2 separate regions of the Gossypium hirsutum genome follow, and region 2 is linked to region 1. The links are chromatin contacts, called in public Hi-C maps. All regions are on one chromosome and are shown on one strand. The core of a region is the stretch at or near the end of the contact, and the rest is flanking DNA. Distances in the headings are between cores, read along the strand shown. Region 1 holds the start of LOC121222384. Region 2 has its middle 22 kb from the start of LOC121222386.

Region 1 (7,542 bases), core at 3,591-6,090:
TTTGTTTTAAATTAAAATTTACAATTTTATTAAGGCATAAAAAGTAAGTAATTTATTTATATTATATGTAAAGATTTTAACTGAGTTGATGTCATCTAAAATTGGGTATCGACACAATTGTTAAATTATCAAAAAAAACCTCTCATTTTAATTGAACAATAAATATTAATATAATGAATTTTTATCTTTTTATATAAAATATAGATATTATTTAAAGAATTTGAACCCAAGACACTAAACATATACTCTACCAGCTTAATTGTTTTTACCCACATTATGGTGTGTCATAATCTAATTTTATATTTAAAAAGTTGAATGAGATAGTCACCTAGACTACTTCATGGGCCTGACTACTATACCAAGTTCAAAAGTTTCTCTAAAATTTTGGACAACTTAGGTAAAAATATTAAGTCTAGAAAATAGTTTGAGAAAAAAAACAAGCTCATTTATAATATGGGTTGAGCTCAAATTTGAACATTCAAAACCCGAGCTAAACCTGGTCTAACCTATTTTTCTGAATTTGTAATGTATTATATTATGTCACTTATAACTAGAGGTGTCCATGGGCCAGCCCGGGCCCAAAAAAATTTTAGCTCGGCCAGAAATATGGGCCTAAAATTTGTCCAGGCTCGGCCCGAGCCCAGCCCGACCCGGCTTATTTTTTTAATAAACACCAAAAAATTATTTTAAAAATAAAAAATAAAAGTATTTTAAAAATATTTTAAAATTAAAAAATAAAAATAAAAATAAAAAATATATATTTATTATATTCAGGCGGGGCCGGGCGGGGCCTGGGCCAAAAAATTGGTGCCCGAGGCAAACGGGCCTCGTTTTTTGCCCAAACCCATATTTCGGGCCTATATTTTTACCCGAACCCTCCCATATTTAGGGCGGGCCGTCGGGCCGGGCGACCATGGACACCTCTACTTATAACACATAAAAACTAAACCTATGGTAATATATAACTTTATAATGTAAATACTAAAAAAAGGCTAAGATGTGTATATATAAAAATATTTTTTAAAAAATTAAAAAAATATATGGACAAGCCTAAAACGGGTTTGAGTTTGCCATTTACAAATATGAATAAGTTTGGACAAAATTTTAGGCCCCTATTTTGGATCGGGCCTAGTTTGGGTAAGTATAAAAAGTGTTAATATCATGCTTAAACCTGACCTGTACTTGGATCAGTCTGACCCATGAATACCTCTAGTGTCACCCATCAACTTGATCTCAATTCAATTGAATAATTATTGAAAACCCTCCCTTTTATGAAAATAAGTAAATAACTAGCATCCATACTATATTTAAAAGGTTGGCCGAGTTGGTGTCAGTTATTAATCAAATCTTAATTTAATTGAGTAATTATCAAAATCCCTTCTTTTAATAAAATAATTAACATTCTTATGAGGATATTTTTAACATTTTAAATTATGTAAAATTTAGAAAAATGCAATTGGTGGGATTTGCAAAATATTACTATGTTTTTAATATTTTAACTTTATCATTTTAACCAAAGTATAATATATTTTAAGTATTATTTTTTTACAAATATATTTATTACATATTTTTTTTCACTCATGTGTGGGTGTGTCATAATCTAGTTGTTACTATGAGTGTATTTTTGTCATTCTAAATTATGCAAAAAAAAATGTACTTAATGGGATTTGAGCACAAAAATCATAATTTTTAATGTCTTATCTTTACAGTTTCAACCAAAACCCCAATTGTTTTAATTATCAATTTTTTAAAAAATATTTTATTATATAGAAAACTTCACCCATCCTTTATTTTAGGGGTGATATGGGTTTGGTTCAATTGAGTTTTTTTTATATTTTTGGAACCATTCATTATAATTCGGTTTATATTAATTTTTTATTTTGATAAAATGAGCTTTAAAATATTATTTAATAATTTTCAAAGACTTTTAAATTATTTATATTGTTTAAAAAAAAAAAGAATTCGATTCAATTTTTAAACTTATCCAAATACAGGCTATTTTATTTTATAAATGGAAGGGGTTTTAGGGAGGAGTTGAAGAAATGAATTAGGAAGAGACTTTGTATATTCAAACCAACAGTCAACAATCACGTCCTAGTTTGCCCATTTATTCCTATTTTCTTATTTTTTTTCATTTACAAGCTGTTATGAAAATGTAAGATATTTAATGCAAAGTGTGTACGGTTTGTCATTGTATAGTAAAAAAAATTGCGATAAAAAAGTGTTGTTTCACTTAAGTATTTTTGGTTTTTGCATTTGAAAATAAATACTCTTATCTAAATTATATTATATTATATTTTATATGTCATCAAATTTACAAATTAATTGATATTAACTATTTAAATATCATACCATTTAATTAATTTGAGATAAAAGATAAAATAGGGATTCAGAGATGAATGTATTTTTATAGGAATAGCCAGCTGAAAACTAAGATACATATCAGATAAAACATACCAGAAATAAGAAAAGCTTTCCGCTCTCTCTTTCTTTTCATCTTTATCCACCAAAACGTCTTCGCTGCTACTCAAAATTTGATCCAATTTAGCACCAGAGCCAAATAGATAATGAATGATCCGCCCGACCACTAGTTTCCTACAACCCTATCTTAGACGGTCATCGATTCATGTTTCTCAGAGGCGATACCTGGAACCTCCTCTATCCAGAACTCAGAACACTGTCGTCTAAGACCCTCCTGGGTCAGCAAGTGAGCCACTTTGTTTCCCTCTTGTGCTGCATGTAACAGCTCAACCTAAATCCTGCTCCAATTTGCTTTCCATCTTTAATCAGCGCGCTCACACATGATCTCGAAATCCCAGTTCTTCAGCAAAGCGTAGAGCTTGGACCGCTGCCTCCCCTTCTACCACAAAAGAATCAGGAACATGGTTATTCACTTGAAACCACGCTGCCAAAATCTCTCCTCTATCTCGAATGATTATTCCTGAACTAGACTTTTGTCTTTCTGAAATGCTGCATCGAAATTGATTTTGACGCACGGATCCGCCGGTGGTTTCCATGTTACTGACCACGAGTTCTTATTACAAGCGTTTGGTCCTGGCCAATCATATGCAGTTCTGCTACATGCGCTCTCACAAAGGTAACAACGACTCCATAGATTGGGTAATAGATTCATGAACTAATTTGTTTCTAGAATTCCACAGTGCCTATATTGTAACACAGAGGTACTGCTTAATGTTGGACCCCCTCCCCTGTAAAAATAGCTGAACCAATCAACTAACTCGCTATCGTCCATCTGTGCAGGCCAAGAAATACCCACTTCCTCCCATACATTGCGAGTGAAACAACAATTCCTCACTACATGCACACTTGATTCAGGACATAGGTGGCATCTTGGACATAGCGGGCTTGAAGCAATCCTTAGATTGTATAAGTTATCCATAATCGGAATAAAATTCCTAACAAGTCTCGAGCAAGTAATCTTTATTTTTGGTGGGATTTGTATTGCCCATAAGGCCTTGTAATTGAAATTCATACGCTGGTCCTGTAGAGTAGAAGCAATAGGATCAAAATTATCTGATGCGATCAACTTGTAGCCACTCCATACCGAGTAGATTCCAGTGTTTGCCCCCACTCCATACTTGCACATCTTCCTGCCCTGATGCAGCAATTGAAATGCATAATACTCTCTTGACCTCTTCCTTCGAAAATAGACTTCTCACCAACAGTATATTCCATCTCCCCTCATTAGGTACTATTAAATCAGAAACCATATTGAACTCATTACTAATCTGATCAGATTGAATTCTGCAGTTTCCTACTCCTGGGAGCCAACAATCATTCAAAATTGAGATGGAGCGTCCATCACCAACCTTCCATCGGAGCCCCACCTCTAATATCCTCTGAGCGCTCCAAATACTCCACCAAGTATAAGTAGAGTTCACACCCATCTCTGCCCTTAGAAAATAAGTAGAGTAATATTTAGCTTTTAAAATGAATGCCACTAAAGAGTTGGGATTAGTCAAGAGCCTCCACCTCTGCTTGGCCAACATGGCAATATTAAACTTCCCCAAATTTTGGAATCCCATACCTCCCGTTCCCTTTGATGCACAAAGCTGAGCCCATGAGCACCAATGCATGCTCTTTTTATGACTAGATTTAGCCCACCATAAACGGCTCAAAATTCTTTCCATCTCTCGGTAGAGCAAAATGGGTAACAGAAAACAAGTCATAGCATACGTGGGAATGGACTGCAAAACTGACTTTATAAATACTCCCTTACCTCCTTGGGATAACAGCCTGCGACTCCAACTCTCCACTTTGCTGCGCATGCACTCCTTCAATCTTTGAAACGCCTCCCTCCTATGCCTCCAACCTTCGAGGATAACGCTCCAGTATGAACCTGAAAAATAATTTTATCTGAAGCCGAAGGTCATCAGTAACATTCACTCAAATAAGTAAGGCTTTTATCAAAATTCACACATTGACCTGAACAACGTTGATAATCTTCTATGATATCCTTAATATTCGATGGCCTTATCACCGTAGCCTTACAAAACTCTTATGCAAAAAGCAAGTGAGTTAACCTTGGTCCACCATGACAAACACGAGTACCCGAGATTCTTCCTTCCTCTTTCGCTAAATTGAACAACATAGAGAACCCTTCACTACAAATCAAAAATAGATAAAGACTCAATGGGGACTCAACGGTTCTTCCTGTCAAAGACCTCTTGTAGGTAAGAACATCTCCCCCCTCTTTCCATTAAGAACAACAAAGTATGTCACCGTAATAGTGCAATGCATTATCATATCAACAACGGAATCAAGAAACCCCACTTGGTGCAACATTGCCTCCACAAAAGATCATTCCACCAGATCATATGCTTTGCATGTGTCTAATTTCAAGGCAAAGGTAGATTCTCTTTTTTACTATAAGAGTAGCATCTCAAACAATTAAAATATTATCCAAGATTATTCTCCCAGTGATAAAAGCACTCTACACCCAATCAATACATTACAGGAGAACACCTTGTAATCTATTGGCGATAACCTTAAAAATAATTTTATAGGTTCATAATTCACGGACAAGAAATCTTAAGGATCAATACAATGTTCATATAGTTTGTGTTAGCAATTTTGGTTTAAAAAACGGTTTTTAGTCATAGCAGAAGCTTAAAATTTTTGAAATTTGAGTTGGTTTGTGATATTTATAACAGTAAATTTTTTTCTGAAAATACTTATGCTTTGTATGAGATGAATTTAAAGGGTTTTAAATTTTCAACCGAATGACTTTCTCCGTTATCTTCTTACCCAGAATTGTGTCGAGTGTGGGCTCAAGCAACAAGAATCAAACACAGAATAAGAAACAATTTAATTATTTTCAGTAGTAAAGTAATTCTCTCAAATAAAACCGATAAAAATTATAATTCTCAAAAAATAGAATTTATACTTAGAAAATAATTTACCATTACTTTTTGCCAATATAACAATATATGAAACTTGTGTGTAAAAACTTGTTAATAGATCTATTTATAGGGAGAGATAAGAGAATCCTGGTTGAATAAGTATAATATAAATAATATTTATTTAACAGAAAAGCATTCTCTTAATCTAACTAGAAGAGGTGGGGCCCTCACACAAAAATGAGAGGAATTAGATCTCATGTATTAGGTCCAATTATATGTATTTCTTAAACTTTTGAGATCCAGTATTTTATAATTTAATTCAACTCAATATTTGTTTTTTATTCTCAAAATAAATACTATTTGATTAATTAATTTAATTAACTAAATAATCTATGAGGAAATATATTTATTTTTCATATTCAATAGATTTATAATGAGTAATTAATTTAATTTTGTTTTCGAACTACAATTATTTAATTGTAATTAATTAAATAATAATTCGAAAATCTTCAACTAATTCTCAAGTCAATCTTATACTCAGTGAGAAAACGCATTCATTTGTGAATGTGACCCATTTCTCTAGCTTCATAATTTTGATTCATCCATGTCTTTTTAGTTCTATATGCAATTCATTTATGGTTTCAACGAGCTAACGGATGGACAAATTAGACATATATAATTACAGTTCAAATGATTTATAATTAAGTTTCATATTTTCACCTATTAATTATAAACTCATTTAGTCACGAAGTCATTCCACTATAGTATCGTGACTAAGCTCTCCCTAATTACATATCATTTCGAAAGTTATTTAATTAGTGCTCGTCCAATGACCTTATCATAAGTGTTACCCTTATAAGATATCCTTAATTTATTGTGGATAAATTCGTTCTCCCAATATGATTATATTTTATCTCACTATAGCTACTACATCTTCATGAAAAGTCAATTATTATCAAATAGTAATAAAGTCATTTATCACAAAGACAAACGACCCATGGTCACATTTATTTTTCATCTGCCATATAATGCCAATGAGAGAATATCATTTTATCTTTAGTTGGGCTATGAATTCCTCTATTGTGAATGATGCTACATACTGTAGAAATAGTATGCCCAACACACCAGTTTTTGGTTCTTTATCTATTTGAACTCAAACTTTTACGTACACCAAAGTATACGAATCATGCATACATAGTCCATCATTCATTCAGGATTAAGGTATGTCACACAATTAATGTCACAAGTGAATAAATTCATAAACGGATCTAGAATCTATTCTGCTTGGTTCATGTCTGATGTACTATCCATTCAGTTAGTCACATCAATGTCTCTATCTTTTGGGCGTCATCTGCTCTGATGCTCATAACAAAACATATTCCCAATTATACTTGATAGATGACATATTAGTCTTTTAATAGGATTGTTCATTCTGATTAGGCTATGGACATGTTTAGGTTCATCTACTAATACAAGTTGTCTTTTTATATTATGATTTGACCACGTAATACCATTTACTATTAGTTAAACGTTAGATAACTAATGAGTCAATATTTGCTTCCATTTTCTTTTCGTGCAAAAACATTGAAGAAAATATACCAAAGGTATCAATGTAATTAATATATATTATTATTAAATCAAGTTGTTTGAAAACTACAAGTATACACATACGAAATTACTATACTTAGGACACCAGACCCAACATTATGTCATTCAAAGAGCTAACATCATTCCCAACAATTTACCAATAGTACACTCATAATTAAACACCGCCAAACAATAAAAGCTAACATAATTCCTAAAAATTTGCCAACAGTTTTAAAAGAAAAAAGCCAGAAATCAGTCCATACTTGATGCCTTAGTAGGTGCATATCTCGGAGCGCAGCAACCACCTCTTCTACTATATATGTGGATGTCAATTTGATGTTCATATCATCATCTATACAACGTTAAACTCTCGCCAAAAGGTGATTCGTATCAGAAATCCCATTTGTGGTGAACAATTTAGAACAGTACGTTCTAACTAAACCTACTAAATCCTCGTCATCCTGGATCCAGTTCCCATTATTGTCTTCTTATCCCTCAATATTATTAATTCCCCTCCTATTTGATGCAAAGCTATGAAAAAATGTTGTACTTTTATCACATTGTTTCAGGTAATTTACCCATACTCATTGTT
Region 2 (7,542 bases), core at 2,132-4,631, 59 kb after region 1:
GGAGTGCCCAACTACCAACCTATTTCTCTAACATATACTTTTTGACTTTCTGAATCCAATCCTTTTTCTATAATATGCTTTGGTGCTTTGAATCATACATATATTTTAGCTTAACTTTTGGCTTTTATCCTCTTTGACCATTTAATCTCCATTATTCTAATTTCAATGCTACATAATATATGCATTGTTCAAGACTTTGAGGTATCATAGATTTCTTCTCTTTGAGGTTTTTACATTACTTTTGGGGATACATCAAAAACAAAATCATGAAAAATGTTTATATATATATATAGAGATAAGATATTGACCCAAATTGTTAATATTAAATTTGATATTGGTAATAAGTGAAGAATGTTAATGAATAAAATTTCTTGATGATTAAGTAATAAGTCCTATAAATAGAGATTTACGAGAGGAGAGTTTGTAATTTTATTCCTGCAAAAGTTGTATCTTGTGGTGATTCACATTTGTAGCTTTATCCATGCAAAATTACAAGTTTGGTGGAGTGATCCTTATCCTGTTTATATTTTGGGCATAGGTTAAAAGGGGCTCAACCATATAAATTACGAGTTTAGTGGAATGATTTTTATCTTTTTTATATTTTAAAACAGATCAAACCCTAAATTAACCACATTAAATATTATCTCTTATGAATATGTGTCTGCCCATAAATTCTCATCAAAGTTAAGAGTTAAAGTAACATATATATTTTTCCCATAAATGAACTTTAAAGATACAATTAATTCCAATAACTATTTACATTTTGTACTGATAGACAAAAGTTCACTAAGATACAATATGAATGTCAACTTCTATAAAATAAAAAAAACTTTATGGTAATTTGTTATAAACAATCTATGATTAGTAGGAAGATAGAAGGAGAGGTTGTATTTCTGAATTTCTTTTATGTACATTCCAAATGAAAGTTGACTCTTATTTATAGTTCTTATGTCTCTTTATACGAATAGAACTATCTAGTAAATGTTTGTTTTGGATAGTCAAGTCTCTTGCGATAAACATAATTATTCAATAAATATCTTCATGAATAGTCACAACTTTTTTTTATGAGAAATTCATTAATTCCTCCAGTGAATAAGACCATACAATTTGGGGGGGGGGAGAATAACAAACACCCGTTGTACGCGCTAAAGGACAAGCTCCATCAACACAACAAAAGCTTTAACTTCAACATCAATAAAACATTATGGCACATTGACAATTGGCTCTGTCACAACTCAAACACAACATATCACAAGTGATTGCAATCACTTAATACAATAAGGAAATCAACCCCAGATGGTCAAATGCGACTGACATAAATTGACAAAAGAACTGAGCATCCACCAAACTAGAGGGGACGACGACAAAACCAACCCTAAAATTACTCGCAAAAGCAAGACTACATGCATAAGCAAGCTTAAAAAACAATTGAAAAACAAACAAAAAAGCATATAAAACTTAAGATAACATGAGTCCAAACCGGCTCATGAAATAATTTATTATTTTGAAACTCTCAAAACAGAAACAGATTAAGAAGTCAACGAAGAGCTACTCACTTTCTAAAAGAAATTGTCGATGGTTGGTGGTGCTTCAATGATGATAGGTACTATCATCTGTCCACCACAACTTGTGAAGACAACAAATATACCCACAAAATCGATCCGTAAACTGAAAAGAAAGAAAATGCATGGAGTGAATGAGAAGAAGAAAGAAAAAGAGGGTTGGTGGATAGGAGAAAAAGGGGGACGGTAGCTAGCTTGGACGCTAACACTGCTGCTAAGCAAAAACAAAAAGAAGCAAACGATTTGGAAAAAAAATTAGGGTGTTTTTGGGGTGATAAATTAATTTTTTAAACCATAAGGCTTGGCTCAATTAGTAAAATACAACCTTTTTTTTTAATATAACAATGATTCGAATCTAAGTTAGGCTAAGTGAACATCTAACTAATAAGTCACAACTTGAGATTCAATCACAATTCTTTATTAATAATTAAGTGGTATAATTTTTAATAATTAAAAGACATCATTAAAACATTATAAATATTTTTAAAATGTTCTAATAGCATTTTTAATTTAAACCTTAGACCATAAATAATTATAATTATTTTGAAATATAAAATAAAATATTTATTAGCTAAAGTTAGGTCTTTATACCATGAACCCTTTTGAATAATATTGTGGTCTTTCAACATAACTTTTTTTTTTTGAGAAAATGCTTAGCGTCAAATTTTGGAAATACAATATTCGTTCTAAATTTTATAATACACGAAAATATTTTATATTAAAAATATATTTATAAATATACTTGGTGAAATGATAAGAGATTTTTATATAATTTATTAGTCTTGTATTTGATTCTTAAATAATGTTTTTTAGTTATTTTATTTAAAATTATATAAAATTATGATCTTTTTAATAATATTAATTATCCTTTAAAATAATGGTATTTTCGTAACTTCGCAATTGAATTGGTGTCAAGTTAACTTGTAACACTAGTCATTTCATACAAGGAGAAGTTAGAAAAGTTTTTTAAGGGGACCGAAATTAAATTTTAATTTTTATGATAGTAAAAATATAATTTCACCATTTTGATAGTCTATATTTTTATAATTTTTAAAAAATTAAATCAAATTTTTATCATATTTAGAAAGTTAATTTAAAATTTTAAAAAAAATTTAAAGAGAAGATTAACTTAGTTCTCACTTTGAAATTCTCCATCTTACTTTTCTAAAACAGTTAATCTTATCCGACACTCCAAGATTCCTTATTAACGATTACTATGTTTTAATTTTACTTTAAAGATTTGTTTTTCTTTATTTTAATTTGTTATATCCATTCTTCTAATGAAATTTTTATTTTGTTATAAATATAAATATACAAAAATAGTTATTTAACTATTCAGTTGGTTTTATTTTCGTCACTAAATTATTAATTTTTTATTTAATTTTCGAAAGTAAATATTATACTCGTTAACTTAGTAACAACAGTCTAACAAATTTAGCCATCAAATGTTTACACATTCTATCAATTTGATCTTAAATCCAAAAAATTCAACAAATTTAGAACTCAATGTTTACAAAATTTGTTATTTTAATTTTAATTCTAACAATTATCAAATAATTTTAAAAATATTAAAAATAATTTTATATTAATTTTTAAAAATTGTATTTAATTTTTCTCATCAACCATGCTCATTTTCTCACCAATCAAACATGTGGGAAACTCAATGAGTAAAGCTATTTTTTATTCAAACCCAGAAAAATGGTTGGAAGTTTAGACATAGAATGAAATTTGGATCATTACTGTTGAGTCCCTGAAAACCAAATTTAATAAGTTAAGTGGGCTTTCTGTATAGAATTTAATAATATTAAAAATCATCCAAGAAAGTTTTGCATACGGGTCCATGTTGCAACTATTTGTGTCATTGGGCCAATTTAGCTTAATTAGTATATGGTCCAACAAACTTATTCTTCATTTTTTATTTAATTATTTAATTTAATCAATTACCACTGAGCTTCAGTTTTGCAGACAATATATCTATCATCCTCTAACCTTTGTATGCTTCATACCATCAGCAATCAATTATTAAATTTAATTAATTAATAAAAGATAATTTAATGAATTAAATACTTTTATAAAAAATATTGTATATTTTAATGGTTGTTTTTTTAATCAATGAGATAAATAAAAAATATAAAATTTTAATCATGATTTTTTTAATGATAGTTTAACCTTTGTAAATTAGTAAATGAGAATGTTATATTTTATAAGAAATCTCTTTTATTTGATTACTATAAAAGGGATTACCTTCCCAGACATTCAAGTTCATAAGTTTAGAAATTCAAAATTTGATAACTTTCTCCAAAATCTCAAGGAAGGAATCTCTAAAGAAGTAAAAATATTCGAAAGAAAAAAAAAACTTAAAAATGCCACATCAATTCTGAAGAAAACTACTTTCTAATCTTGTTCAATCGACGAAAAAGAGAGAGCTAAATTCGTTCTTTAAGTAGAATCTTTCATCCAAGATCAAGTCTTTATGATCATTGGATAAATGCTCACCTCAATTCGGTTGTATCAACAGAAAGTAGGTTAAATATGTTTTTCAATATTAGACCCTAAAAGGCCCTTAAAGTAGAAATCTCCATCTAAGATCAAGTCTCAAATACCCTTGGATAAAGCTTTCTCAATCCCATTGAATCAACACAAAAAAATAAAATAAAAATATAACTTGTTATTCAAGATCAAGTTTTTATAACCTTTCAAACGAACTTCATTGGTCCAAGATCAAGTCTTGAAAACACTTGAATCAATTCTCAAGTAAGCAACTTTCCATATTTGTATTCAAGATCAAGTTTTGACGAGTCTTAGTGACCACATCCATTCAAAATCGAGTCTAGACAATCCTTAGATCGAAACTTCATTAAAAAGAAGAGTCAAAAGATATATCAAGAGGTTCTAAGTCAAATTCTATAAATAAAAATCTTTTATTTGTTCCAATTTTCCAGTCTTTTTTTGCCTAAAATTTTTTGTATACAAATTTTTTGCACACCTAATGAGATCATCTCTGTCATTCATTTATTTTCTTCAAAAACCAAACTCATCAAAGTTCACAGATGCTCATTATCAAAGTTGGACATTATGGCTGCGATGACAACTAGCAATCTACGATGACAACTAGCAATTTTTTCATTGTATAGAAGTTGTGGAATTCATTGCATCAAGTTAAAAGAAAGGATTATCAACTTGTTTTCACGAGGCACAAATCAAAAGCTTAAGTAGATGCAACCAATCACATGCAAGTGAAACTCATTAACAAATTCTTTAAAAAGTTGGTCAAATTTCTACCAAGACTATTAAAAAAGGACTTCAAAACGTTTCTTTATGTCAGCTCAAAGAGCTTATTAAGGAATCTAATCAAGGATCAAGTCAAAAGTGTTTCTCCACATTTATACACATTTGCAAAGCCATATGCTCAAAGGATTTTGATCGATTGGGGATGCTTGAAAATTATCAACCTCTAAAATACCAACAGGTTGATGGAAATCCACATCTATATGTTGCTCACTTTGTGGGAACTTGCAACAACATCAAAATGATGGAGATCTCATGGTAAAGTAATTTATTTAATCATTAAAATGAACTGCCTTTGATAAGTAATCTGATCTTATGCCTTGGATGATTAATATCTAAGAATAATTTAAGCGAGAATTTCTCAATCGATTCTATAACACTCACCACAAAGTCAACACAATTAAAATCACACATTCACGCTAATGAAAGGATGAGCCAATCATCGATTACATTCACTATTAGAGGAACTTAAGTTTGAGTTGTAAGAACACTTTGCCAGAGTCTTTTAACATTTACATTTGCATACAAGGCATGAATCGGGCTTGTCCTATATTCTCCAAGGCATCAAGCGAAAATATTTTAAAGAATTAGCCATCCAAGCTCACATCATGGAACCAAAAATGTCAACTACCAAAAATCTATAACCTCATTAGTAAGAAATTCACAATGGTGCAAAATTTTAGCTAGTAATAAAGGTATTGATCAACCCATAATTGTAAAATGAGACTCCTAAGCATGATCTTAAACTATTTATCACTCTTAAGCACAAGATTAAACCACTCATCCAAAAAAAATATTGAACGACATCATTATTTGGTCCTTCAAGAAAAAAATGGTGCATACACAACCTAGTTTCATTGCTAAGTTTAGTCCAAAGAAAAAAAATCTTGATGGCATCCTTTAAAGATGGAAAAAATTTTGGCAGCAGAAGTAACTAAAGTTTCAATACTTGCCCACTTCTTATCAACAAAAACAATTTAAGTGACCAAGTTTTGATGGGGAATTGAAGAAGAGTTTTGGACAAATCAAAGTTCATCATGTATCATTGTTATTTATCTCTTATTTAAATCATTTTAGAGTTATTTTAGAAATTCAATATATTCTTTAAGGATTATTTTATTTCTAATTAATTTAAATTAATATGAGATAAATAATAAATAAAAGATTTTAATCCTTGTAGATCACACAAATGAAGAAAATATATTCCACAAGAAGTCTATTTACTTAACTAGAAGGAGATTACCTCCAAACCATTCAACATAACTTAACAACTTTAGGAGTTTGGAAGTTTATACATCGAAGCCTGAAGAGAAGATTTTGAAGACAAAAGCTTTCTAAAAATTCTAAAAAAAATCTTTGAGGAAATCAAATTTTTTTTAAATGTTGCTTCAGTTTTAAAGGAAATTGTTCTTTGATCTTATTCGACAGAAAAAAATGCTAAATCCATTTTCAAGATGAAGACTAAAAGGCCCTTTAAGCGGAAGCAACTATCTAGTATTAAGTCTTGAAGAACATTGGATAAAAGCTTTTATAATTTGATTACACCAACAAAAAAGAGATAAAACTCATTCTTCAAGTCTAGAAGGCCTTTGAAGCGGAATCATCCATCCACTATAAAGTCTCAAAGACCCTTGGATAAAAACTCTCCCCAATTGTCTTGCATTAATAGAAAATAAAGCTAAACCAAGGTAGTTAGTATTGCACCTGTAGGTGCACCATTTTTCTACTAGAACTGTAACAGCCCGTTTTTCAGGGGTGCTGAAAATAGTGGTTTTAGGACCACAATTCCGACGAGTGAGTTCATAAATATAACTATTTAATATTTATGAGTTAAATATAATAAGATAGTGAATCCTGATTCGATAAAATTGTTAATTGGTCAGTTAGACACAATACAAGTGGTTAGTATCGAAAGTCAGTGGTTTTGGAAAATAAGGTATTGAGACTTTATTTTTGTAAGTCGAGCTCTTAAATATTTCCATTAAATATTTCAAAGCTATTATATAGGTGAATTGAGGTTTGGTCTGAAAGTTTTGGTGTTTAAATAGTTAATTAAGGAAAAAAGACTAAATCGTAAAAGTTGAATTCTATTGAATTATATTCCCTAAAAGGGTAGATGATAATTATTGTAAGTGTTTAAGTGGTAATTATCCACTTTTGAAGATAAATGGATGGTTGTGGCTTGGTAAAATTGTAATTTATATTAAAAAATTATAAACTAAAAATTATAATTAAAGTAAAACAAATAAGTGTCATCATCATCCATTTTCATTTCTTTCTTTCTCAAACCGAAACTAAAAGCACCAAGGAAGCCATTTTTGTAGGCTTACATTTGGCCAAGCTTAAGGTTCTTGCATGGTGAGCTTTTTCAATCCTGTTTTTAGTAAATTTTATGTTTTTGAGATTGTTGTAACTTGATTTAGCTAAATCGTACCTCCATTTTTAAAACTGTTAAAGATTTTAAAAGTTACCATTAATGGTTTTTAAGCTTTTTGAATGGTAAATGATAGATTTGTAGGATTGGAATTGTTTAAGGAATATTTGTTAAGTGATTTTTGTTAGTTTTACATTTAGGAACTAAAATGAGAAATTAATGAAATTGACATGAAATTTATGTAAATTTAGAGTTTATAGGGTTGTAAAAGGATATAATTGAAACCAGAATGAAAAATGAAGTCCACGTGTGAAAGAT

What was found. Hi-C and Micro-C count contacts between places; a contact is called where the count stands out from the background.
Region 2: a Hi-C map of leaf shows a contact between it and region 1, with 1.7 times the contacts expected there. The contact joins the enhancer-like site here to the promoter of LOC121222384 in region 1. A contact is called at or near these places in 7 of 34 Hi-C or Micro-C datasets (callus, hypocotyl, leaf and 2 more).

Annotation. Positions count from the first base shown.
Region 1 is chrD10:10,482,780-10,490,321 of Gossypium_hirsutum_v2.1, forward strand. LOC121222384 reads right to left here and starts at 4,841. Exons shown (of 2, transcript XM_041103087.1): 1 at 4,447-4,841; 2 at 3,531-4,377. The coding sequence starts at 4,289. The coding sequence ends at 3,531. It overlaps LOC121222385 (a long non-coding RNA gene), which reads left to right and starts at 2,860. Exons shown (of 2, transcript XR_005919650.1): 1 at 2,860-3,097; 2 at 3,262-3,658.
Region 2 is chrD10:10,543,465-10,551,006 of Gossypium_hirsutum_v2.1, forward strand. No RefSeq gene overlaps it. Among protein-coding and RNA genes, the nearest start is that of LOC121222386, 22 kb to the left of the region's middle. Within about 2 kb of position 3,382, at least 2 of the 9 cell types and tissues checked have an H3K27ac peak or open chromatin away from gene starts, as enhancers often do. A contact at or near this core is called in hypocotyl and leaf, where this site is marked.